Regions from separate parts of the Mus musculus genome. Here all the other regions are linked to region 7. Evidence: chromatin contacts called from public Hi-C and HiChIP or PLAC-seq data. All regions are on one chromosome and are shown on one strand. The core of a region is the stretch at or near the end of the contact, and the rest is flanking DNA. Distances in the headings are between cores, read along the strand shown. Region 1 holds the start of Man2b2 (mannosidase 2, alpha B2). Region 2 overlaps Afap1 (actin filament associated protein 1). Region 3 overlaps Afap1 (actin filament associated protein 1). Region 4 overlaps Afap1 (actin filament associated protein 1). Region 5 overlaps Afap1 (actin filament associated protein 1). Region 6 has its middle 79 kb from the start of Gm52811. Region 7 holds the start of Sorcs2 (sortilin-related VPS10 domain containing receptor 2).

Region 1 (2,911 bases), core at 386-2,885, 430 kb after region 7:
TATAAACCCTTGAGGTAGCTGCCAGGCTATACCTGTAAGTCTATGCAACAATCCCCCAGAGCTGGTACATGCCAATGGCAAGCCCCAAGTGTCTCTTCAGAATCCTTGGCATGAGCTGTCTGAGGGCGGGGAGCAGGCTATCTTGTCTTATAGAAGAGAAAGCCATGCTTACAGATGCCAGTGGCAGGATCAGGCACCAGCCTGCCCACATTCTCTGTACTGTGTGACACTAAGCTGTCACAGAGCCACAGGGGTTCCAAACACGGCCAGCCAGGGGCAGGGGAGAGTCAGTGTGTGCAGATAGGGGAGGGGACAAAGTTCACCTGGGTGTTGATTAAGCACCAATTCCTGTTGCCTTTTGGGAGAAATGCTAGCCTAGCTTAGGGGTATGTCCGGTCCCCTACCAAGAACAGACAGAAAGATGACGTCACCCTGTCTATGGGCAGTGGCCCTGACCACAAGCCTAGTTTTTGTTGTTGTTGTTGTTTTGTCTTTACAGCTAGCATGTTCCTGAGCACATCTGGAACTCCCTATCTAGTCTCCTCCTGGAACTTTCCTCTCACACTTCGGATACCTTAGGGACCCATGTCCTGACACTCCTGTCCCCACCTTACCTGCTGTTTCTGCTGCTCAGAGGCCACACCGTCCCACCACAGCCGGAAGAACTCCTGCTCCACGGCGATGAAGCGCCGCTGCCCTCCGCGGACCAGTTCCGCCACCACGGTAGTGTAGACATTGGCTGCATAGGCTCTCATGCTTTCCTGGGGAGGCAGAAGCCATCACAACAGCCCCAAGGGTGGTGATGAGTCCAAAGGACCAAAGAGAAGTACAAGAGACCAAGTACCCTGGTGCCTAACACCTCCAGTGTACTCAGACCTAGGGGTATGTGGCAGGAATCACCACTTTCTCTTTATAGACAAGGAACCTGAGCCAGTGGACAGAAAGCCTCTCCCTGCCCGCTCTGTCCAAGGTCTTGAACAGAAAGAACCTCGAGGTTACAGGCCCCATACCAAGCTTATCTGGCTGGGTAGGAGTGTGAAGAGGAAGCTGAACTGGCTAGCCCTCATGTCAGCACCACAGAGGGCCAGCCCAGTTGCCTGTAGTCAGCTGACATCCACCTGCTTGGAAACCTACCCCACCCAAGGTACTCCAGGCTTATTCCTGAGACTGGCTACCTGTCAATCCACACTTTGGGGACACACTCCTCTGCCTTAACTTTTGCAGGGACCGTCTAATAAGATAGATGCCATCAGGACTCCGAGGCAGGAAGTGGCCAGCCCGAGGCTGAGGCTCAGACTGCAGGGGATCAGGCTGGGGGGTGGGGTGGGGTGCTGCAGCCCAGGTCGCCTCTCTTCCCGGCTGGGTCGGGTGCACTCCGCAGGAGGCAGTTACTGTGCAAGGAGCTCAGGAACGCTCCAACTTACCTGGACCGTGAAGACCCAGCCCACGTCCATGTGACTGTGGGGCACCACGAAGGCCCGGATCGGGCCGGCGGGCTGAGCTGCCCGCGGCCACAACAGCAACAGCTGGCCGAGTAGCGGCAGCCAGCGCAGCGGCCCCATTGCTGGGCAGTGGGACGCTGCCAGGGCAGCGGGTCCTGGGTAGAGCGGTCCACTTCCGGGTCCGGGACCCGCGGCGCCGCCTGTCGGCAGGAATGCGCGAGCGCTGCCAGCCACGGGCAGGGCACGAGCTTTGTGTGGTACGGCGCCCCTTGTCGGCTAGAGTGTGTATTGCAGCTTTCGTCCCTATATGGTGGTCTTGCAGCTCAAGGCCACTACCTCCAGACTTGGAGACCGCTGTTGTCTACACAGAGGGAAACCTTCCAGGATAACACGCTCTCCGACGCAGACCTCTAGCCTCAGGGTGGCTTGACTTGAAATTTTTTAGTTCATTTTAAGGAAGCGAAACTGGCTTTTTACAGACACAGCGACGAAAGGGTCAGGGTTGGTAGGTTCAGAATCAAATCTGGGGTCTTGGATGGTGAGCTGGGGCAGATGTTTAATCTCTTTGATCCCCATAAAATGGGATGTGATAATAGAGGAGGCATGAGTTGCTAGGGACATGGGATCTAAATGAATGAAGTCCCCATCTCTCAGCCAATTAAAACTGGTGACTTTACAATTGGTAAGAGAGCAGTTCCCTGAATCACCTCTGTAGCTCCTCCGTGGCCAGCAGGTGGTCTATAGTTTGGGGTTTTCTGGGCTGTGGTGGGGCCAGAGGTGTGACTCTGACTAGCCTGTTTTGTCACTTGCCCTTCAGCAAATGCGACCAAAACCCAAGCTGTTCTTTGAGCAAGCTCAGATCCCTCTCTATCCTGTCCACGGACCTGAGACCTCTAGATTCCACAAGAGGTCAGACCTTTCCATGAAGAAGTGGGCAGCCATTTACCAACTTGTGCGGCCACCGCTTTAGGACTCAGGTGGACTACATTTCCCAGCCTCCTTTGCATGACAAATGTTAGCCAATGGGATGTGGACCACCACAAGGGTTCTATGGATGGGACCTGGGTCCACTAGAAGAGCAACCAGCGCTGTCAACTGCTATGCCATCTCTCCAGCCCAATCATAGCTTCTTAAATTATGTGTGTTGTGACCACATATGTGGGGCTGCAAAAATTTTGGCAACGGTAAAGTTTTCGAATGTCTAGTAACACACTCAAACCTAAAGAATCGGAGGTATTTCTGGCGGTGCTCACTCATGGTACTTCAGATGATGTCACTGCCACCTTGGATCTGAACACATGGCACTAGCGCTTTGCACTGTGAAGGCTGACACTCTATGCAGCAAACACCACCCAGAACATTTTGGTTCAGATATGCTGTGAATTGCGTTGTTTTTCAGCAAATAGACAACATCTATGCTGTTACAGAAACAATGGTTTACTCTCAAAAACAAATATTTAATATTTTCC
Region 2 (2,872 bases), core at 185-2,684, 450 kb before region 7:
GCTGCTGCCTCAAATCACTCTCAGCTCAGAGGCTGGAATGCTGAAATTCTTGGGCCATGCTAGAGTTATCGTACCAGTGCTTTATCTTACAGATGGCCTGTCTTAGAGGTGTGCCTTCTGGACATGTCCTCACCCCCTCCCTTCTTCCCCCCTCTTTCCTCTTGTCCCTTTCTCTCACCACTCCCATTGGATTAGGACTCTACCTTATGGTCGTATTGGTAACAGATTTCATCTGAATCGTAATCCAAAAGCTCCATCAGATGCAGTCATGTTAGCCTAAAGACCTCACTCAGCATGAGAGTCTCAGGGAATCTTGAGCCCATGGTACTGGCCAGAGGGAGCCATAGCTTAATGCTAGACATGAACACACATTATCCCAGGAGAGAGGAGGGAGATGGGGCAGCTCGGGTGTGTACAGAGAGCCCAGAGGAAGAGGGAGCAGGCTATGTGTGGAGAAAGTGTAAGAACTGGGGTGTCCTTGAGTGAGATTTGTTCTGTTAGAGAGATGGGACCAGTCCTGCCCAGATCCAAGGCAAGCCAGTGGGAAGAGGTGGCCTCTGGTGGATCCCAAGTGTACTGAAGGGTCTGTGGGTGGTAGTGTCAACAAGAAGACTGGGGTGGGGGTGGATTTAATCAAGGCCAGATAAAGAGGAGCAGAGGACTCTTCACGGACATGGTTCCCGAGTGACCACCCAAGGCAGGGCACAGTTAATGCTGCCATTGGGGTGACATCATCCTGTTGATGTGAACGAATCTAGAGATTTAAAAAAAAATGAATCTCAATGTTTTAGTCGTTGCATTTGAAGCATTTTGATGTGTTCTCAGTGCCTGACTTGTGCAAGTTTTATCCCCAGTGCCAGGGCGGAAGCCCTTTCTCACTGAAGCCTACGGTGGCTGGAAATAAGGCCAGGTGAGGTGAGCTGGAGGGTCGGCCTCTCACCTCTACCCTTTTCTCCTCCACAGATTATGACTCTGATGCCATGAGCAGTTCCTATGAGTCATATGATGAAGAGGAAGAGGACGGGAAGGGGAAGAAAACTCGGCATCAGTGGCCGTCAGAGGAGGCCTCTATGGACCTGGTGAAAGACGCCAAGATCTGTGCCTTCCTGCTGCGCAAGAAACGCTTTGGCCAGTGGACCAAGCTGCTCTGCGTCATCAAAGACACCAAGCTGCTGGTGAGGAGCCCAGTGGGGCTGTGCCGCCATTGGCAGTCCGAAGTACAGGACCACAACTGGTACATGCAGACGCTACCACAGGGGAGGCAAGCGACGGCCCAGCCCAGCTCAGCCCAGCCCGCTGGCACCTCTTCAGGGAGGGCTCATGGTTCCCCCACACCCAAGTCCTTCCACCCCGCGGGGCCTGTGGCTTGTGTCAGTGGAAATGAGCAGTGTTGAGACTTGCCAGAAACTGCAAGATAGACTTTCTCATTTGTAGCGAGTCAGTAAATTCCTCCCAGCCAGGTCACAGCAGAGGCCGGAGCCTGTGGAGGCGCCTAGGGGAGGGCAGAGGGAAAGGACATTCTTTTGGAAAGTCAAAAGCTTTCCAAAAAGAAGGGTGGGTTTTTTTGTTTTGTTTTGTTTTGTTTTGGAGGCAAAACAGGAAGGTGGAGTACATCCAGAAGCAGGGCGTAGAAGATTCAGGACTCTGGCTACAGGTGCTGTCCCCTTGGGGGTTCCAAGGAGAGGAGCCTTGGAGGCGGCATTCCTGCCCCCAGTCCCCCCAGCTCCCAAGGCCACTTCCGGTAAAAACCAAGGCTGGTCACTGGGTCAGGAGTTTTACTGTCTGCTTTTTGCCTTTTGTCTTTCAAATTAACCTCAGGAAGCAATTGCTCAAAAGTGAGTCCTTAAAGGAGAAAATCTGGGTTTCTCCTTTCCCCACGTGATGGAGCAGATAACACTGTAAGAGAGACCATGGCCCCCAGTGAATTATGGGAGTCTTGCTCGCATTGGCTCTTAGATCACTGGATGTGCTTCTTCTTCTTCTTCTTCTTCTTCTTCTTCTTCTTCTTCTTCTTCTTCTTCTTCTTCTTCTTCTTCTTCTTCTTTTTTTTTTTGTTCAGCCTTTTTAAACGAAGTGCATATTTTTTCCACATGTGTGGCCTGAATTTCTTCCAAATATAGAATATGCCAAAAATGATGCCATTGGGGATTTTAAAGCATGAAAAATATTAACATAGCCCTTCTTTATAATCTGATGCAATCGCTGCAAGATGGTGATATGCTATATGCAGTGATTTAAAATGTACTCCACACTCATGAGAAAGAGCCGTTTTATTTCCAGTGCAGACAGCGGGAGGGCTGATGCAGAGTCAGCAGTTTGGGGCCCAGGTTCCTGGCCCCACACCCGTTGGTCCTCTTCCTCCTCTCTTGCTTTTCTCTGCAGTGAGAGCCCTCTCCCTGCTCTATGATGGTGAGAGCTTTCATAGCTTTCATAGAGCCTACCTTTAAATTGTTGAAGGAATAAATGGAAAATGAGGGAAAACATCATGTAAGACAAAATGCAAGGTGAAACTTGGCCTTTTATTTGATTTTGGCTTTGTTATGACAGAATCTTGCTAGATAGCTCAGGTTAGCCTCAAATTCACTATGTAGCCCAGGCTAGTCTTGAGCTCTGAATCCTTTCTCTTCCATCTCCTGAATGATGAGATTATGAGCAAGTACTACACACATTTGGCTTAAAGTAGTAGTAGTAGTAATTGTTGTTTTGTTTGTTTGTTTGTTGTTGTGCTGTGTGTATGTATGTATGTATGTGTGTGTATGTATGTATGTGTGTGTGTATGTATGTATATGTATGTATGTATGTATTTTTATGTATATGTGTGTATGCATTATCTTCCTTCATAATTAACCCATGATCAACTACTCAGATGAGA
Region 3 (3,057 bases), core at 3-2,502, 430 kb before region 7:
CTAGACTGGACTAGTCTGGGCTATCCTGGGCTATGTACTGAGTACTAACCAGCCACAGCAACATAGTAAGACCCTATACCAGAACAAAACAAGACCAGGAATACGCCCTTGTAGATTACTATTCAGAGCCTGCTTCCCATCAGTGTGAACACACGCTTCCTTCAGAGTCATTCTGTTTACAGTCCCCTCTTTCCTACTGATTCCCCTCCTTGGGTTCCGAGTCAGGAAAGAATAATAGCATCCATAGGTACCAGGAGCTACGTGCACCCCAGATCCCTGGACTATTTATCATCAAGTAGTTGCTGGGAACAGGACAGACTCAGGTCAGCTGGTAATGAAGGTCTCCATGTCATATTCCTTTCTATGAGGAGAGAACTTGGCTGGAGTGCAGACAGCTGGACAAAGCTGTGACCGAGTTGGGAGAGGCTGGGGACACTGCCACACTGCTCCTGGCCAACCTCTCCATCTTCCTGGAGCTCTTGGGGACATAGTCTTTCTTCCTGCCTTTGTCATCAGCCCTTGAGATGACAGCAGTCTGGAGTTAAGGAGAGTTTAGCTTCTGCTTTTTTTTTCAACTGATCTAGGTTAGAGATAATAAGAAATTATTGTTTTTGAGACACGGTCTCACCATATACACCAGGCAGGTCTTGAACTCACAGAGATCTGCCTGCTGCATCTGTCTCCTGAGCGCCGGGATTCAAGACTAGAGGTAGAAATGCTTTAAGGAGGAATGGTTGTGTATTAATTAACATGGCAAGGCAGGTCAGAGGTCACAGTCTGGGCCCTCCTCTTGCAGAGGAGAATGGCGTGCCTCAGAGAAGTCATGAGTCTCGGGCCTCAGCAGAATTGGTGGCCCCTGCCCTCACAAGCGGGTGACTCCACTCCTCAATACTCTCTGACTCCCTGTAAGTCATGGCACTTCCTTATCAGAAGAGCACAGCGTTGCAGGCCTGCCCACAGATGCCCACAGCATTACTGTCTCCATGCTAGTCAGTTTCTTGAGAGCTTGGGTGATCCTGAGAGCAGGGGCCTGAGACTTTGCTGGTCACAGCTCTGGCTTCTGCCGAGACAATGGCCTCTGTCCGCACAACTCTAAAATGGACACGCAGCTCTCTGCCAGACCAGAGGTAAGGGTACGTGTCTCTAGGGGAACAGGGAACAATGGCCATTTTCAGCCTTTCAGAGCAGCTGCAGGGCTCTCAGCAGAGGAAGGGAGCTGGACTGGGGCCCGGGGGGACTGACCCTGCCAAGCTGAGCCCCTGCAGCTGCTGGGAGACAGTGCTAAGCTGATGGGGCCAGAAGGGCAGAGCAGCTGAGCAGGCAGAAAAGGGTCCCGGGAATTACTGAGCTGAGCTTGGTGCACACCTGTGCACTGCAGTCTGGTTAAGCTAGACGGGGTGCTGTGGTTTCCTGGGGTGCTCTTGCAGGGCTTTCGTGGGTGGGGAGCAGAGCTGCAGAGGTAGCTGGGTGGCCCTAGGTGCCATCTTCATCCCTTGAGAGGCCTTTGAGGGATGCATTAGTGTTGGTCTGGGCAGCTTGTTTGCAGCCCTCCGGGTAATGTACCCAAGAGACACACCAAGACTCCAAACCCAAGATGATTTTTTTTTCCTGGCCTTCCATGGTCTGACAAAGTCCCAGGGTTCTTGTTATTCTATAAGCAAAGCCGTGAGACCTGGAAATGTACCCTCCCTCCAGCCCTCCTCCTGTCTGTCTACCCTCTCTCTGCCCCACACAGGTGCCTTATACTAGTCACATCATCCTAGGTACAAGCACAAAGGCCTCCTCTTGCTGTCCACCTGGGAGCTCAGACTGGTCCAAGCCTCATTGCATTGCTAGATTATGACACTGCTCTGCAGTGTCACCATCACTCAGCGCAGGGCCCAGAAGATGCTGGCAAGGCCACTCATTGCTTTGGGGATTCGGGCTGCTTGTCTGGGATGTGGGTTCCAACGGTTCCTTGGTTTCTGTGAACATGGGAGGTGAACTGGGCAGGGGCTAAGGGTCTGTGTTACCACCACTGTCTATTCTTTACCTGCTGTGCTTTAAAGTCAACGAAACACATCTGCACACTCAGCCCTGCCCAGGCTCGGGTGAAAAAGGTAGACTCTGAGGCCTGTAGAGTTAACTTTAGAATTCAAACGAGACCTTGTTTAATCTTGCCTTTCTTTCTGTAGAATTTGGAGTGGAAAGAATCTCAAAATATTAAACTGAAATTACCCAGTTTTAAAGATATATTAGCACATTACTATAATATAAGTGGGGTTATAAAAATAGAAAAAGAATAAAAACCAGTGGAAAAATCAAACAACAAATCCCTCATCTAATTGTTCCCCAGAAGCCTCCAAGCCCGTCCACATCCAGGTCTTAAGGTCCTGGCTGCACTCTGCCGCCCTCTGGTGGCAGATGTCTGCTTTAGCTGGAAGATCTGGCAGATCCCCGCCTGACCTTATTCACCTCTGTGTTCCCTCCCCAAGAAAATGAAAACTTGGGAATCACTTCTTGAGAAAGTGAGGTGCCATGGGGGCCTGTTGACAAACACAGCTGTGAACATGTCTGAGTTTCCTGCTTCTCTCTCTCTCTGAAACTTAAATCCCAAGAATGTATTAAAATATGGTAATGTCCCATGAAGTCATGCTTTAACTTAAGGGAGGACCTGTCTCATGCAATCATCCTTCTATGGCTGAAATGTTGGGAAAGCGGCAGCATCTGATGACTGTGGGCAGACTCCATCCGGAGTGAGGAGCGAGGAGTGGGCTGGTGCTGCTGTCAGTTCTGTCCAGGCTGGCGTCTGAGACTATCTGCTTGAGGCTCTCTACAGTGCGGTCACTGGAGGGTCTTGTGCCACTAGATCTCTAATCCTTGCTTAGGCCCAGTCACAGACAACTCAGCCGACTCACACACGATGCATCTTTTCCCTATCTGGCAGCTTCATGAAGCCCATATGCCCTAGAGTTCAGAGCTTTTTTTGTTTTTAAAGGCAAGGTCATCATGTGTCATACAGATTCATCTTGAACTCATGTCCTGCATCCAACTTCCCGAGTACTGAAAATATATGTT
Region 4 (2,888 bases), core at 130-2,629, 500 kb before region 7:
GTTCTAGGCCAACCTGGGCCATATTGAGAGCTTGAGGCCAGGCTGCAGAGGGAGACCCTGTTTCAAAAACAAAGATGTATTGCTCTGACTTTCTGTGGAGGTTTACAGTACTGGAGACAGGTCAGCCTCAAGCAGCTGGTTTTGGAGCCTTGAAGTGGCCTGCTGAGAGTAGAGTTTTGCCAAGAAATCCTCTGAGATTCTGCTGGTGGAAGAAACACCCAGGTGGGGGAGTTTGGGACCTTGCCTTCTCAAGGCTTAGATGGAGGACCCCTTGTTTCTGGAATAGACTCAGCTGGAATGAGTCAGCTCAGCTGACAGTCACATTCTCAAGGGTCAGGACACCTACTGTTTCAAGGCAGACAGCCCCCATCCCTGTGTAGGAAAGGTTAGCTTTGCTCTGAAAGGAATTTTATGACGACCCAGAATCTGGGCTGGGGTGTAGCTCAGCAGCAGAGTGTTTGCCTAGGGTGCAGGATGCCCTGGGGTTCACCCTCACCTCTGTAAGGAAACACAAACAAACACAAACAAAACACCTAGAACCTTTCCTTTTAAGATAGGACCCACCCGGGCTGGGTGGACTTCGGAATGCCCTGATCTCCTGTGCGGATGCTTTGCGTGGGGGTGTGTTTTTCCTGGGAGAGGGATTTACAGCTTTCCCCATGTCTTCAAAGTGGCTGGGCTCCCTAAAGCTTAGGAATGCACACTCCGTACGGGTCTTCTTCTCGGTCAAGGCTCAGATTTTGTTTAAACATTAAATACCCATCTTAAACACAGTTACACAAGAGCACGGTTTTAGGAGTCAAAAGTTCTTCAGAGCTTGAAACAAAAACAGAGCAATCAACCCTGTCCTTCTCCATGCCAGCTCTGCTCCCAAGGGGCCAACACTTTGAAGGTTTTAGCTGAGAAGGCAGGGGTGGAGGGTGGGGGGATGGGGGGGTGTCGGGGGGAGGAAAGAGGAGGGGAGAGGGGAGGAGAAGTAGTGTGTGTGTGGGGGTGGGTGGGTGAAGAGGGGGAGGGGAGGAGAGAAGCAGGAAGTGGGAGCAGGGTGGGAGAGGGAGAACACTGAGAGAGTGGGACTGTGGAAGGGGTGGGGTTGGGGTCACCCACTCTGCCCCCAACTCCCAATGCCCATTTCTCTGCCCTCCAGCTTCCCAATAGTCTTGTGAGATAGTTCTACAGAGTAAGAAAGCACAGACTTGGTTCTAGTTTTGATTCTTGGTTTGGAATGCCTGAAGCATAGCCCTCTAAACACTGGAGGTGTTAGGAACATCTTCCCTCTGCACCATCACTTCACCCGAGAGAGCGAGAGATAGCATTGCATTTCGATAGCATTGCATTTCGATAGCATTGCGTAACAGCTAGATGCCTGGAGGCCTCAGGCTAGGGCCCCCCCCCCCCCCCCAGCCAGGAGCTCCGGGGGCAGGATGAGGGTGGAGAATCTCAGCTCCACCCCCAGCGGCTGGGGAGCATGGGGGCTAGAGGCTGAGCTAATCGGCAAAGGCCAGGGTTGTAAGCAGTCAGCCAGCCTCCATGATGGAACCTTCACAAGAGCTGGGAACAATGGGTTTACCAAGCTCACCTGCTGCTGTGGCTGTCTGGAGATAAGGGGAGGGAGGGGGCAGCTGTGCCCATGGCGCCCTTGAAGCTCCATGCCCTTTTGCAAAGATTCTCCCAACTTTTTCCTCTAGATCCTTGTATGAAGTTTTTATCATTGTTTTAAATTTCAAAAAATCCTTTATAGTTTTTGTAGGGAGGAGATATGTAGCACGCACACACACAAACACACGCACGCACGCACACTTGCTCATGAAGGCACACATCCTGTGTTCGAGGATTTCGTTAGATTTTTTTTTTCTTTCCATTTTTTATTAGGTATTTAGCTCATTTACATTTCCAATGCTATACCAAAAGTCCCCCATACCCACCCACCCCCACTCCCCTACCCGCCCACTCCCCCTTTTTGGCCCTGGCGTTCCCCTGTTCTGGGGCATATAAAGTTTGTGTGTGCAATGGGCCTCTCTTTCCAGTGATGGCCGACTAGGCCATCTTTTGATACATATGCAGCTAGAGTCAAGAGCTCCGGGGTACTGGTTAGTTCATAATGTTGATCCACCTATAGGGTTGCAGATCCCTTTAGCTCCTTGGGTACTTTCTCTAGCTCCTCCATTGGGAGCCCTGTGATCCATCCATTAGCTGACTGTGGGCATCCACTTCTGTGTTTGCTAGGCCCCGGCATAGTCTCACAAGAGACAGCTACATCTGGGTCCTTTCGATAAAATCTTGCTAGTGTATGCAATGGTGTCAGCGTTTGGATGCTGATTATGGGGTGGATCCCTGGATAAGGCAGTCTCTACATGGTCCATCCTTTCATCTCAGCTCCAAACTTTGTCTCTGTAACTCCTTCCAAGGGTGTTTTGTTCCCACTTCTTCGTTAGATTTTCTTAAACAGCTATGTTATTTTCTTTTTTCTTTTCTTTTTTTCTTTCTCTCTCTCTCTCTTTCTCTCTTTAAGATTTATTTATTTATTATATGTGAGTACACTGTAGCTGTCTTCAGACACTCCAGAAGAGGGCATCAGATTTCGTTATGGATAGTTGTGAACCACCATGTGGTTGCTGGGATTTGAACTCAGGACCTTTGGAAGAGCAGTCGGTGCTCTTAACCGCTGAGCCATCTCACCAGCCCCCAACGGCTATGTTATTTTCTAACTTGCATGTAAAATGTATGCGTTTTTAAATGTCAGCCTTAGGATTGTCACCTCTCCAGTGCAGTTCCTTTTGTGATGATCGACCTTTGTTGTTGATACAGAGGTTTCTGTGAAGTTTGTGACTTGGAAGGGACACTGCTGGTGTGTATGTGGACAGTCTGGGATTCAGAGATGTTGGAGA
Region 5 (3,112 bases), core at 590-3,089, 480 kb before region 7:
TTGGCTTCCCCCACACTTCCCTGATTGTGCATTGAGTGGTGGGCCATAGATGCAGAAAGGAAACCTGCCGGCTAGAAATGGCCACACGTTTTGGGTCTCAAGAAAGCAGTTATTTTTGCAGTCCTCCAAGTCCACTTTTTATGTACATCTTATCAAGAAATAAAACGTAGAAAGAATTTTACAGAAAAGGATAATTAATCAGTACAGAGCATTAGAGTGTGTGCTTATTCATAGTCTGGAATCAAGGTACAGTAGGCTCCCCTCTAAAGTGCAACTTGAATCCATTAGTTATCGTGGTGTGGGCAACGGTTACTGGTGGCCTTAGACAGACAGATGCAGCCCATGCTCTGTCTCAAGACAGGGCATAATCATTTTAAATTTGCATGAGGGAGAAGCAGATGGCGTGGTGAGGGACTGGTCAGATGTCAGGTCATTGATAGCTTTTTCCTTCCACGCATCACCCTGGGAGTTGGGACCAAGAGCTTGCTGAGACCTGATTATCATCTATCCCAGCCAGCTGGGTTCTCTTCATGCCTGGCTCAGAAAGATTGCTCTTTTTTACAGCTAGTGAAGTGCATTGTTGATTATCTTGGAATCATGAAAATTTTACTTATTCTACCCCAAACTTTAGAAGTAGAACTGTCCAAAGATGGTCCTCTGTGTTCTTTTTAAAAACCTAGGTTTTCTTTTATTTTCTTTTTTTAAGTGTATAAGTCAGTTGAGATCTTCTTTATGAGTGAGTAGTTTGTAAGTCTAAAAAGTGTGTGTGTGTGTGTGTGTGTGTGTGTGTGTGTGTGTGTAAGCCAGAAGGAACATCAGATGCCCTGGAACTACAGTTACAGGCAGTTATGAGTCACCTGGTCTTGGATGCTGGGAACCAAACTTGGGCCCCTTTGCCAGAGCAGAAGGTGCTCTTAAGCCCTGAGCCAAGTAGTTTTTGACAGAATGAGAGGGTGGTTGAGAAGGTGGTTTCCCTTGCAGCATCTCCAGGATGCTGGGACAAGAGAGGCCAGAGAAGGATGGTACTGGCAGGATTCTGAGCTCTGGACCTTAGTGTCTCTGTTTAATGTTGAGAGTTCAGAATTTGTGTCTTTAAAGGTGGAACCTCTTTTCACCAAAGTGCTTGGGGCCAGAGTACCTCAGAATGTAGTGGTTTTGTTTTGGGTTTTGAAGTGTGTGGATGTCACTGGTCAAACATTCCTAATCCAGAACTCCACAGTGGAGCTGCACAAAGTTAGAAAGTTTAGGATCCGGGAACATTTCAGGCTTCGGAGTTCCAGCCTTTATTTTTTTTTCAGCCATGTCTAGGGAAATGACAGAACTTGAAGGAACGTTCTTGCTCACCCAGTCTAGCCATCCAGGGTCTCGTGGAGGCATGCTGCCTACCTGGGGTGAATCGGCTCTCACAGCCCCCGCCTGAGTCTTTCCTGGCTGACATTATCTTCTTGGTCCTTTCCCACTCCTTCCCGCACACCCATGTGGCATCAGGGTGGGTGACTCCAGAAGGAGCTTTCTACAGTTCTGGGACTGGGGTGACAGAGAGAGGCATTGCCTGTGCTTGTACAAATGAGAGCTGAAAATAATGTCTCCAGCCATGACCTAGCCAGAGTATTCTGGTGGAAAGTACAGACACATGACACCCCCAGTTTGAATCAACAGGAATTTGGAGAAGTTGGGGTGCAGAGGCCTCTTAGCTTTATCAAGTTTTACTTTGCACCCTGTTGGGCACACTCTACATGCATCCTTCCTAGTCAGTCAGTAGCTTGTGAGCAGGCTTCCAGCACTCTTCTCAGCAGTGGGCCTCAAACTGCATTCCTCTCAGAAACTATTCTTGGTATAAAGAGAATACTTTCGCTATCAAGGGGGAGGGCACTGCTAAGGTCTGGGATGGACTCCCAGCTATGGAGCCTGACTGCAGCAAGGCTTCACTCAGGCAAAGCGGTTGACCAATGATAGCAGAGCTGGGAGCCGAGACTCCTCAGGGGCGCTGCTGGTGGTTTTGGCTTTTGAGCCAAGCTACCTGGCAGAGTCTTTTTCTCTGCCCGGGCCTCATGATTCTCCTGGCTGCTGTGCCCTGCGCCCCTGCCGTCCACTCCTGTGCTTCAGTGGATCCTTGCATTAGCTGGGACGGAGACCACAGCTCCTGGCTTTCCTGGGTTTTTAGATGTTCTTAGGGGTTGGGCTCTGGGCCCTGTTGGCTGAAGGTCTTGTTTCAGAAGGCATCTGTGTGAGGCATGCATACTTGTATGAGGTGCACACTGAGTGCCGGTTAGGCTGGTGTGGATAGGGTCAAGTCAAGGGGCCAGTGGCAGTTGGTGACAGCTGTCTTCCGCATGTGGAGACTGCCTCTGCACTGCAGCCCTTACCACTCCCTCCTCCGCAGCCTGGTCCCTTTCCCTCCCATCTGCACATTCCGTCTTTCTTTGGTGTCCTTGGCCATTTTGACATTCAGTTTCGGGCCCTGAAAAAGAATGGACAGTTTAGACAGGAGAAGACCATAAACGATTTTCTGTGGTGGTGGGCTGGACGGGTGCATTCTGGACACGTGACTGAGTTATCGCCTGCTTCTCTCAGATCGCAGGTTTTCAGGGTTTAGTGATAATTGGAATCACTAAGAATGTTATTCTTGCAGGATTTCTTCAGTGCCACTTTAGTTGACACAGCTAAGCTCCCAGCCGAATAGATGCGTGGGGCTGTGGCTGTTGTCTGGTCGAAGGGAGGTGTGTGAGTGTGAAGATCATTCCAACCACTGAGGATGAAAACATATCTGGGTTTTTTTTTGCCATGTTCATTATTAATCATGGAGGTGATGATGAGCTCTGGAACCTGGCTCTCCCAAGCCTATGCCTGTGCCGTTTGTTTACCTTTGAGATTCCAGCCTCTCCTATGGCCACTACCAATCAATCAGCTGGCGTCTTAGGTAGGTTGAAACCTGTTGAACTTCTTGTCTCACCCTCCCCACTACTCACTCCTTCCTGGTACTCAGGATGCTAGGCCCAGTTACCTGCTCCTTAGCTTACCTTCTGCTCTCTGCTCTTAGATCCTGTGGGGTTCTAGACAGATAAGCAGAAGCTGCAACATACTTCTCTGGGGGTGCAGAAGGAGCAGAGAC
Region 6 (2,908 bases), core at 278-2,777, 390 kb before region 7:
TTACTGCATTGGATCTGGAGATGGGACCCAGACTTCAGGGCAACTGTGAGGTCACAGAGCTATTCATCAGAGAAATTCAGTTTGTGGGGGCCCCTGGGGCTCTGAGAAGGAAGAACCTACCCTCACTTGTCCAGGGTCATCCATTGAGACCTAAGCATTGGCCAAGTGTCACTGAGCCAGTTTTTAAGTGATGTCTTTGGTTTTGGAGTCCCGGTGGGCTGGATGAGAATGAGGGGTCTCCTCAGTGTCATTTAAAGCAGAGGATGACTGAGTGCTTGGCCACAGAGCCCCCTAGGGTACTTGTGCTGTGGCTTATAGTCTGTAACCCGCTGTCACAGAGCCTATTAGGTGCACAGCAGGAGCCTCCGCAGGAAACACTATTAGATGTCTGTGACTTGGGAAGTTTGTGACAGAGACATGGGTTTTATAAGGCTGTTTAAAAACACCTCTCTCCTCATGGGAAGGCAGTCAAGAGCTCAGGTGGGAGGCACATCTGGGATAGAGGCTCCATGGGAGGAGACAGGTATGCATTCCTCCTGAGCTGAAGGTGGGAGCCAGGCAGTACAGGAACATGGTGAATGCCCCAACAAGGACCCTTCGTAAGCACCAGGCAGAGCAGAGCAGCTGTTTCCTGCCTAGGGTGCAAGCCTCCCCTCTAGGAGTCTAGCTGGCCCACAGTGTGGCTCTCTTCAGGCCCACCTGTCTCTAGAAATGCCAAGTGACTGTTCTTGTGCAGACTGGCCAATCCAGAGCCTGTGCCCCCTGCTTCTAAGGGATGTTTGCCTCAGCGGTCTGCCAGATGTGATGCTGAGTGCTACACATAAGACATACTGCTGGTTGGATCTCTGAGGAGCAAAGTGGGGGTCTAATAAGACCAATATGCCCAATCCGTTTGCTGTATCTGGAATGATTGAAAAGGGAGATTAAGGGATCATGGAGGCACCTGAATGGCTGACAGCACAGCTCAGGGAAACCACTCCCAAATCTATACGCATGAGAGAGGCTTCTATCCCCTTTGCTACACAGCATAGGCTTGCCTTAGAATGTCACTGGGCCAAGCTCATATCACACCCCGTAGGGGACCTACAAAGCGGTGATGTCTAATGCCCAGCAGCCTTGAGATCACAGTCTGTCCCTCTAGTGGGCTTACAGAGTGCACAATTGGTTGCAGGTATGTCCACCTGAGATACATGGCTAGGGTGGGACAAGGACTGCTGACACACAGGGAGGGCAAAGAACTCACACAGCCTGGAAAACTGCAATTCATTATCATAGCCCACTGCCTGCATCCTAGAACTAAGGTTGGACCACTCCACCCGATGCTTGCTGCTGACCCTGCATGGTCCAGGCACACTGTACCATGACAACATCTCTGGTTGTCTCTTGTACCAGATGCGGGGACCCTTGGTAGTTCTTGTCTACGGGTGCGCTGGCCATCTTGTCTCTTATGTCTATATTTGGAGGCAGTACTCCTGCTTTATAGCTGACAGGCGGAGCAGAAGGCACCAAAACACACCAAAGGGCTTCCTGTGCTGGCCACGTGATCTGATCAAACCCTCTAGACCTCACGGGAAGAAGGCATGGAGTCTGGAGGTGCTGCAGCCTTTCAGTAGCCTGAGGACACACATACACCACTCTGTCAGCTCAGAACACCATAGTTAGGGTGGTCTCCACTCGGTTCTGTGATCCAAATCTGTAGAGGCCCTCCTCCCTTTGCCGACTTTCCTGCTTGCCCCACCCCCATGGCCATTTTTCTCTCTTCCCCAGATAATTTCCTGTCTTCTGCTTCCTCAGTATCCCCACCTCACTTCTGACTTTCCTAAGAATACAGCGTGCCCAGCACATCTGGCTGCGTTGCCCTGTCCTGGGAATGGGCCCAGCACATCTGCCTGTGTTGCCCTGTCCTGCAGATGGGTACCTTCTGCTCTGGGCTCCACCACACTTGATCTCCGTGGCCTCACTGTGGTGTGACTCACTCGTAAGCTGGCTGCTGTCCTGTCCCAGCCTACCCCTCTCCCCAGGAGCAGCACATGGGCCCATTAGGCACTGGTGGGGCTCCAGCATTTTATACTCCACTTCCACACTGTCTGTTCTCTTGAGCTTGACCGTGCCTGTCTCTTACTCAGCACCCTGACAGGCCCCAAACTAGGCACTCAGTGACATTTTTCTTCAGCCAGAAGTGAGTCCCAGTGGTTTTGTCTTCAGAGCACACTCTCACTGCAGCCACAAGGTCCTGGCTCCTTTCCTAGTTTCCCATCTTGACCTGAGGGCCTATGGGACCATGTCCCTCACCTGATCTAGTTCTTGCCCAGGGCTCTCTCTCCCTTCTCATCTCTTACCTCCCCTGGTCCCACCAATGTAAGGACCAACTCCTCCTGGTCCACTTTAAGATTGAGGCATATCTAGAGCCCAGAGCCCAGGAGGCAGCTGCAGGAACAGGAGGCGCTGGGCGCTGTCCTCCTTAGCTCCCAGCTGGTGCCTGCTTGCCTGGCTCTGCTCTCAGTTTATCCAAGGTTGGAAAGTCACAGGCAGCTATGGGATGGAGCAGAAACAAGGGAATCGTGGGATTCAGGAGGATTGGGAGTTTGGGGTAGGGATTATGTTAGATCACTGAAGTTTGTACCTCTCTGAAGAACTCGGCTAATGCATTCACAGGGGCAGGGAACTGTGATGAGAAACATAAAGACTACCATTTTTTTTTTTTCACTAAATCTGTGCACCAGCCACTCTAGCCCTTTCTCTAGGCTGACCCACAACTCTGTAAGGTCATAAAATTAACTGCGTCACCTTCACTACTCGGAGTCTCTGGTGCTCTTACTATGACGTGAGGACTTGTTTCCCATGCTGGTCCCTGCTGTGACCATGCCAGTCACCCGCTGTGGTCATGGGTGGTCTGAGCATTCTTAGA
Region 7 (2,877 bases), core at 235-2,734:
TGGACTGTGGTACAGGCAGTGAGGAGGGATTCCTGGCTCTCTCTCTTCATGAAAACACACTTCCCTGGAGAGCAAAGGCTTGCAAACCTGGAGTGCACACACCTGAGATTCCCCAGAGGGGACAGAGTGACTCTGACCTTTAACAAGGAAAAACAAACCCCTTGAGGTGCACTACCAAAAAAAGGAACGGGGAGTGGCTGGATCCTAAATCTGGAAGAGCAGGAGCGGGATGGACGCTGGAGCTCTCCGGGCAGAGGGAGAGGCATGGGAGAAAGGGAGGGAGGGAGTTGGCGCACTGCTCTAAAGACCACAGAACGTTAAATACTATTAAACACCCCATGGTCCACTCGGACCAAAGACAGCTGTGGGGCACACTAGGAGGAGCAATCCTAGAATTAAGAACCTTCGAACAGGACATGGAACTGTCAGGGATATCATGGACCCTGAGGTCAGCATAAATGAAGTAGTAAGGACGCCAGAGGTGGCAATTCCAGAGGTGTTCTCTGGAGCTGCTGAGTGCAGTGCAGTGTGTGGGCGACCCACCCACTGTCCACGCGGCGCAGAGCTGGGTAGCCCTCAAGGACCTGGAGTTGTCCCATGCTGCCCAGATCCTGACGACTCTAGGGACCTTCCCTGTAGCCCAGATCTAGAGGCTAGGGGTGTTTCTGGTCTCCAGATCTTCGGAAAAACCTTCTGAGCGAGACAGAATCTCACAAATTCGAGGACCCTTCCAAAAGTAACCCATAACCAGAAGCCAGTAGGGGCGCCGCCGAGGTGACCCGCGTCCCCCAAGTAGCCAAGAATGCCCAGCAGAGTGACCGCGGGTGGTCCGGAAGTAGGGGGCTGTGGTGGTCTCCCTGGGTATCCCGAGGTGTCCGGGCAGGGCCGGGGTGAGTGCGGAGGTCACTTACGCTGCTGTTCTCTCCTGTCCAGTGTACCATCGCCTGGTTGTGCGTCGCGTCTCCCTTGAGCACGAACGACGTGCTGATGAGCGAGACCTGTGCGCGCGAAGCCGAAGCCGCACCGGCCACCGGCACCGCCCGAGCCCTGCGCCCCTTGCCCGGAGCTGGGGCGCCATCGGTGCTGGGACCCGAAGCAGAACCCGGACCGAGACCCGGGACGCTGGGTTCTGATTCTCGTGCCTGTGGATCTTTGCGATCGCCGGACTCCGTGCGTCCCGCGGGCAGCAGCCTAGTGATCTGCACACCGGGACCCTGGCGCCCGGGCTGGGGGGAGCGCCCCATCGCTCCGCAGGCAGCCACCAGCACCAGCAGCAGCAGCAGCAGCGGCCACGAACGTGGCCAGCACGGCGGCAGCAGAGCCTGAAAGCTCCGGTCCGGCGCAGTAGGGCCAGGACGCTTCGGGGCGCTCGGGGGTCCCCGGTGCGCCATGGTCGCTGGTAGGTAACGGCGGGGCGGTGCGGACGACACCGCGGCCGGGAGAGCGGGAGGGCGCTGGGAGCTTGAGCAAGAGCGCAGAGAAAGGAGCCGGGAGGGAGGGAGCGCGGGAGGAGGGGACTCAACGCCGCCACGCAGCCAAGGGAGCACCGCCACCTGCCGGCCGCGCGCAAGCCACCGCAGCTCTGGGCTGGGCCAGGCCGGGCCAGGATGTCCTGAGTGCAGTCACACCTCCAAGACCCCTTCCTTCTTTCCTTCCTTCCTTCCTTCCTTCCTTCCTTCCTTCCTTCCTTCCTTCCTTCCTTCCTTCCTTCCTTCCTTCCTTCCTTCCCAGTGACTCCTAACTTTATCCTCGCTCCTCTTCTCCCACCCACTTTTCATCCTCCCTGACTTTCTCGAGGCGTCTACACTTGACCAGCCGGAGTTCCAGGCACTTGGGGCACAACAGGGTGCAACAAAGGGAAACAGGCCACACCCAAGTAGCCCGCTTAGAGGCCAAACAACTCCAGAGTAGCCGTTCTGCGGAGGTGGGGAGGGCGCCTCCTCCGGGCGCTGCTGGAGAGAGTCAAGGGGACGCCTGCGAATCATGAAAACCTGAAAGATGTTCCAGGCAGCTGAGGATAGTGCAGGAACCTTGGGGTGTCGCCCAAAACCAATTTAGTCCCTCAGACTCTGGCTTTATCTCCCACCTCCAGGGGGAGCCCCTGAACATATTACACCTGAGTAGCGGTAGCAAGGAGAGAAGAACAGAGAGGCAAGGTCCCAGCCAGAAGGTGTAGGCCAGCACAGAACATGAGGAAACTAGCCCCAGAGCTCACCAAGTCTTTAATTCAATGTCAATAAAAGCAGCCATTATTACCAGCCCCTCTGCCATCCAGAACACAAAGCAGGTGCCTGCCCAAATAAGGCCAAGAGTGCAGTTGAGCTTTGTCCCCTCGGCATCCTCTCAGGAGCAGGGTCTAGGAGACAGGGAGACTTGGAGACCAACACTGAAAGGCCCCGCTGCCTGCTGGGTCTCTTCACTCCAGGGAACAGAGTAGAGCAAAGAACAAAGTATCCAGCAACAACAGCTGAACTTGCTCCCAAGGTTGAACTCCAGTGCCCCCTCCAGGAATTTCTGTTCAGCACAAGTCATTTTGCCAGGGCTCCGCTGTGCCAAGCACTGAGCAGGACTAGAGCGCCTGCCCCTGCCCCGTGTCCAAGAAGGCCTCCTCCTGTGGAATGTGCCCAGGCTGCACCCTGATGTAAACTTCCAACCCAAAAAATTCAGGAGCTGAAGTCCAAAGCCAGGCAAGGGCGCACAGCTGTGGCGACATTTGGTCTAGCAAAGAAAGGGCAGCGAAGCCTGTCAGTGTGGGGCTGAAGGGGGTGGGGAAGGAGAGGAACCGAGAAGATAATGTGACCAACTCCCATGTGCCTTTTCCAGATCTGGGGAGTGGGGGTGGGGTGAAGGGGCTTCCAAGTCATAAGTGTATACTGT

Evidence for each region. A called contact is a pair of places that touch in the nucleus more often than the background predicts. HiChIP or PLAC-seq counts read pairs in DNA pulled down with a chosen protein or histone mark.
Region 1: an H3K4me3 HiChIP or PLAC-seq map of bone marrow-derived macrophages shows a contact between it and region 7, with 7 times the contacts expected there. The contact joins the promoter of Man2b2 here to the promoter of Sorcs2 in region 7.
Region 2: a contact with region 7 is called in an H3K27ac HiChIP or PLAC-seq map of epiblast stem cells, with 3 times the contacts expected there. The contact joins the enhancer-like site here to the promoter of Sorcs2 in region 7. A contact is called at or near these places in 3 of 39 promoter capture datasets (cranial neural crest, hippocampal neurons and liver) and 6 of 115 datasets of contacts at active chromatin or transcription factors (embryonic basal ganglia, embryonic forebrain, embryonic hindbrain and 3 more).
Region 3: a contact with region 7 is called in an H3K4me3 HiChIP or PLAC-seq map of stem cell-derived neural progenitor cells, with 17 read pairs. The contact joins the enhancer-like site here to the promoter of Sorcs2 in region 7. A contact is called at or near these places in 13 of 39 promoter capture datasets (the 3T3-L1 cell line, the C10 cell line, cranial neural crest and 8 more), 12 of 484 Hi-C or Micro-C datasets (CD4 T cells, the G1E-ER4 cell line, cumulus cells and 8 more) and 9 of 115 datasets of contacts at active chromatin or transcription factors (craniofacial prominence, embryonic basal ganglia, embryonic forebrain and 6 more).
Region 4: a contact with region 7 is called in a Hi-C map of embryonic stem cells, with 2.9 times the contacts expected there. The contact joins the enhancer-like site here to the promoter of Sorcs2 in region 7. A contact is called at or near these places in 5 of 39 promoter capture datasets (cranial neural crest, embryonic stem cells, hippocampal neurons and 2 more), 2 of 15 datasets of contacts at CTCF or cohesin (pro-B cells and stem cell-derived epiblast-like cells), 9 of 484 Hi-C or Micro-C datasets (the HL-1 cell line, cerebral cortex, embryonic stem cells and 4 more) and 12 of 115 datasets of contacts at active chromatin or transcription factors (astrocytes, cardiomyocytes, differentiating embryonic stem cells and 9 more).
Region 5: a contact with region 7 is called in an H3K27ac HiChIP or PLAC-seq map of epiblast stem cells, with 3 times the contacts expected there. The contact joins the enhancer-like site here to the promoter of Sorcs2 in region 7. A contact is called at or near these places in 3 of 39 promoter capture datasets (cranial neural crest, hippocampal neurons and liver) and 6 of 115 datasets of contacts at active chromatin or transcription factors (cardiomyocytes, embryonic forebrain, embryonic hindbrain and 3 more).
Region 6: a contact with region 7 is called in an H3K27ac HiChIP or PLAC-seq map of regulatory T cells, with 5 times the contacts expected there. The contact joins the enhancer-like site here to the promoter of Sorcs2 in region 7. A contact is called at or near these places in 17 of 39 promoter capture datasets (the 3T3-L1 cell line, 3T3-L1-derived adipocytes, the C10 cell line and 13 more), 1 of 15 datasets of contacts at CTCF or cohesin (embryonic stem cells), 5 of 484 Hi-C or Micro-C datasets (B cells, the C2C12 cell line, embryonic heart and 2 more), 15 of 115 datasets of contacts at active chromatin or transcription factors (craniofacial prominence, double positive thymocytes, embryonic basal ganglia and 11 more) and 1 of 9 other capture datasets (liver).

Annotation. Positions count from the first base shown.
Region 1 is chr5:36,829,014-36,831,924 of GRCm38.p6, forward strand. Man2b2 (mannosidase 2, alpha B2) reads right to left here and starts at 1,636. Exons shown (of 19, transcript NM_008550.2): 1 at 1,425-1,636; 2 at 615-761. The coding sequence starts at 1,562.
Region 2 is chr5:35,947,072-35,949,943 of GRCm38.p6, forward strand. It overlaps Afap1 (actin filament associated protein 1), which reads left to right. Exons shown (of 17, transcript NM_027373.2): 5 at 964-1,175. Among named protein-coding and RNA genes, the nearest start is that of Afap1, 55 kb to the left of the region's middle. Within about 2 kb of position 1,435, at least 58 of the 459 cell types and tissues checked have an H3K27ac peak or open chromatin away from gene starts, as enhancers often do. A contact at or near this core is called in embryonic stem cells and epiblast stem cells, where this site is marked.
Region 3 is chr5:35,969,654-35,972,710 of GRCm38.p6, forward strand. The region is part of intron 9 of Afap1 (actin filament associated protein 1); the gene reads left to right. Among named protein-coding and RNA genes, the nearest start is that of Afap1, 78 kb to the left of the region's middle. Within about 2 kb of position 1,253, at least 67 of the 459 cell types and tissues checked have an H3K27ac peak or open chromatin away from gene starts, as enhancers often do. A contact at or near this core is called in forebrain, neural progenitor cells, pre-pro-B cells and 1 more, where this site is marked.
Region 4 is chr5:35,900,017-35,902,904 of GRCm38.p6, forward strand. The region is part of intron 1 of Afap1 (actin filament associated protein 1); the gene reads left to right. Among named protein-coding and RNA genes, the nearest start is that of Afap1, 8.1 kb to the left of the region's middle. Within about 2 kb of position 1,380, at least 54 of the 459 cell types and tissues checked have an H3K27ac peak or open chromatin away from gene starts, as enhancers often do. A contact at or near this core is called in differentiating embryonic stem cells, embryonic stem cells, pro-B cells and 1 more, where this site is marked.
Region 5 is chr5:35,919,877-35,922,988 of GRCm38.p6, forward strand. All of the region lies in intron 1 of Afap1 (actin filament associated protein 1), which reads left to right. Among named protein-coding and RNA genes, the nearest start is that of Afap1, 28 kb to the left of the region's middle. Within about 2 kb of position 1,840, at least 115 of the 459 cell types and tissues checked have an H3K27ac peak or open chromatin away from gene starts, as enhancers often do. A contact at or near this core is called in epiblast stem cells, where this site is marked.
Region 6 is chr5:36,004,779-36,007,686 of GRCm38.p6, forward strand. No RefSeq gene overlaps it. Among named protein-coding and RNA genes, the nearest start is that of Gm52811, 79 kb to the right of the region's middle. Within about 2 kb of position 1,528, at least 36 of the 459 cell types and tissues checked have an H3K27ac peak or open chromatin away from gene starts, as enhancers often do. A contact at or near this core is called in double positive thymocytes and regulatory T cells, where this site is marked.
Region 7 is chr5:36,396,655-36,399,531 of GRCm38.p6, forward strand. It overlaps Sorcs2 (sortilin-related VPS10 domain containing receptor 2), which reads right to left and starts at 1,485. Exons shown (of 27, transcript NM_030889.2): 1 at 912-1,485. The coding sequence starts at 1,391.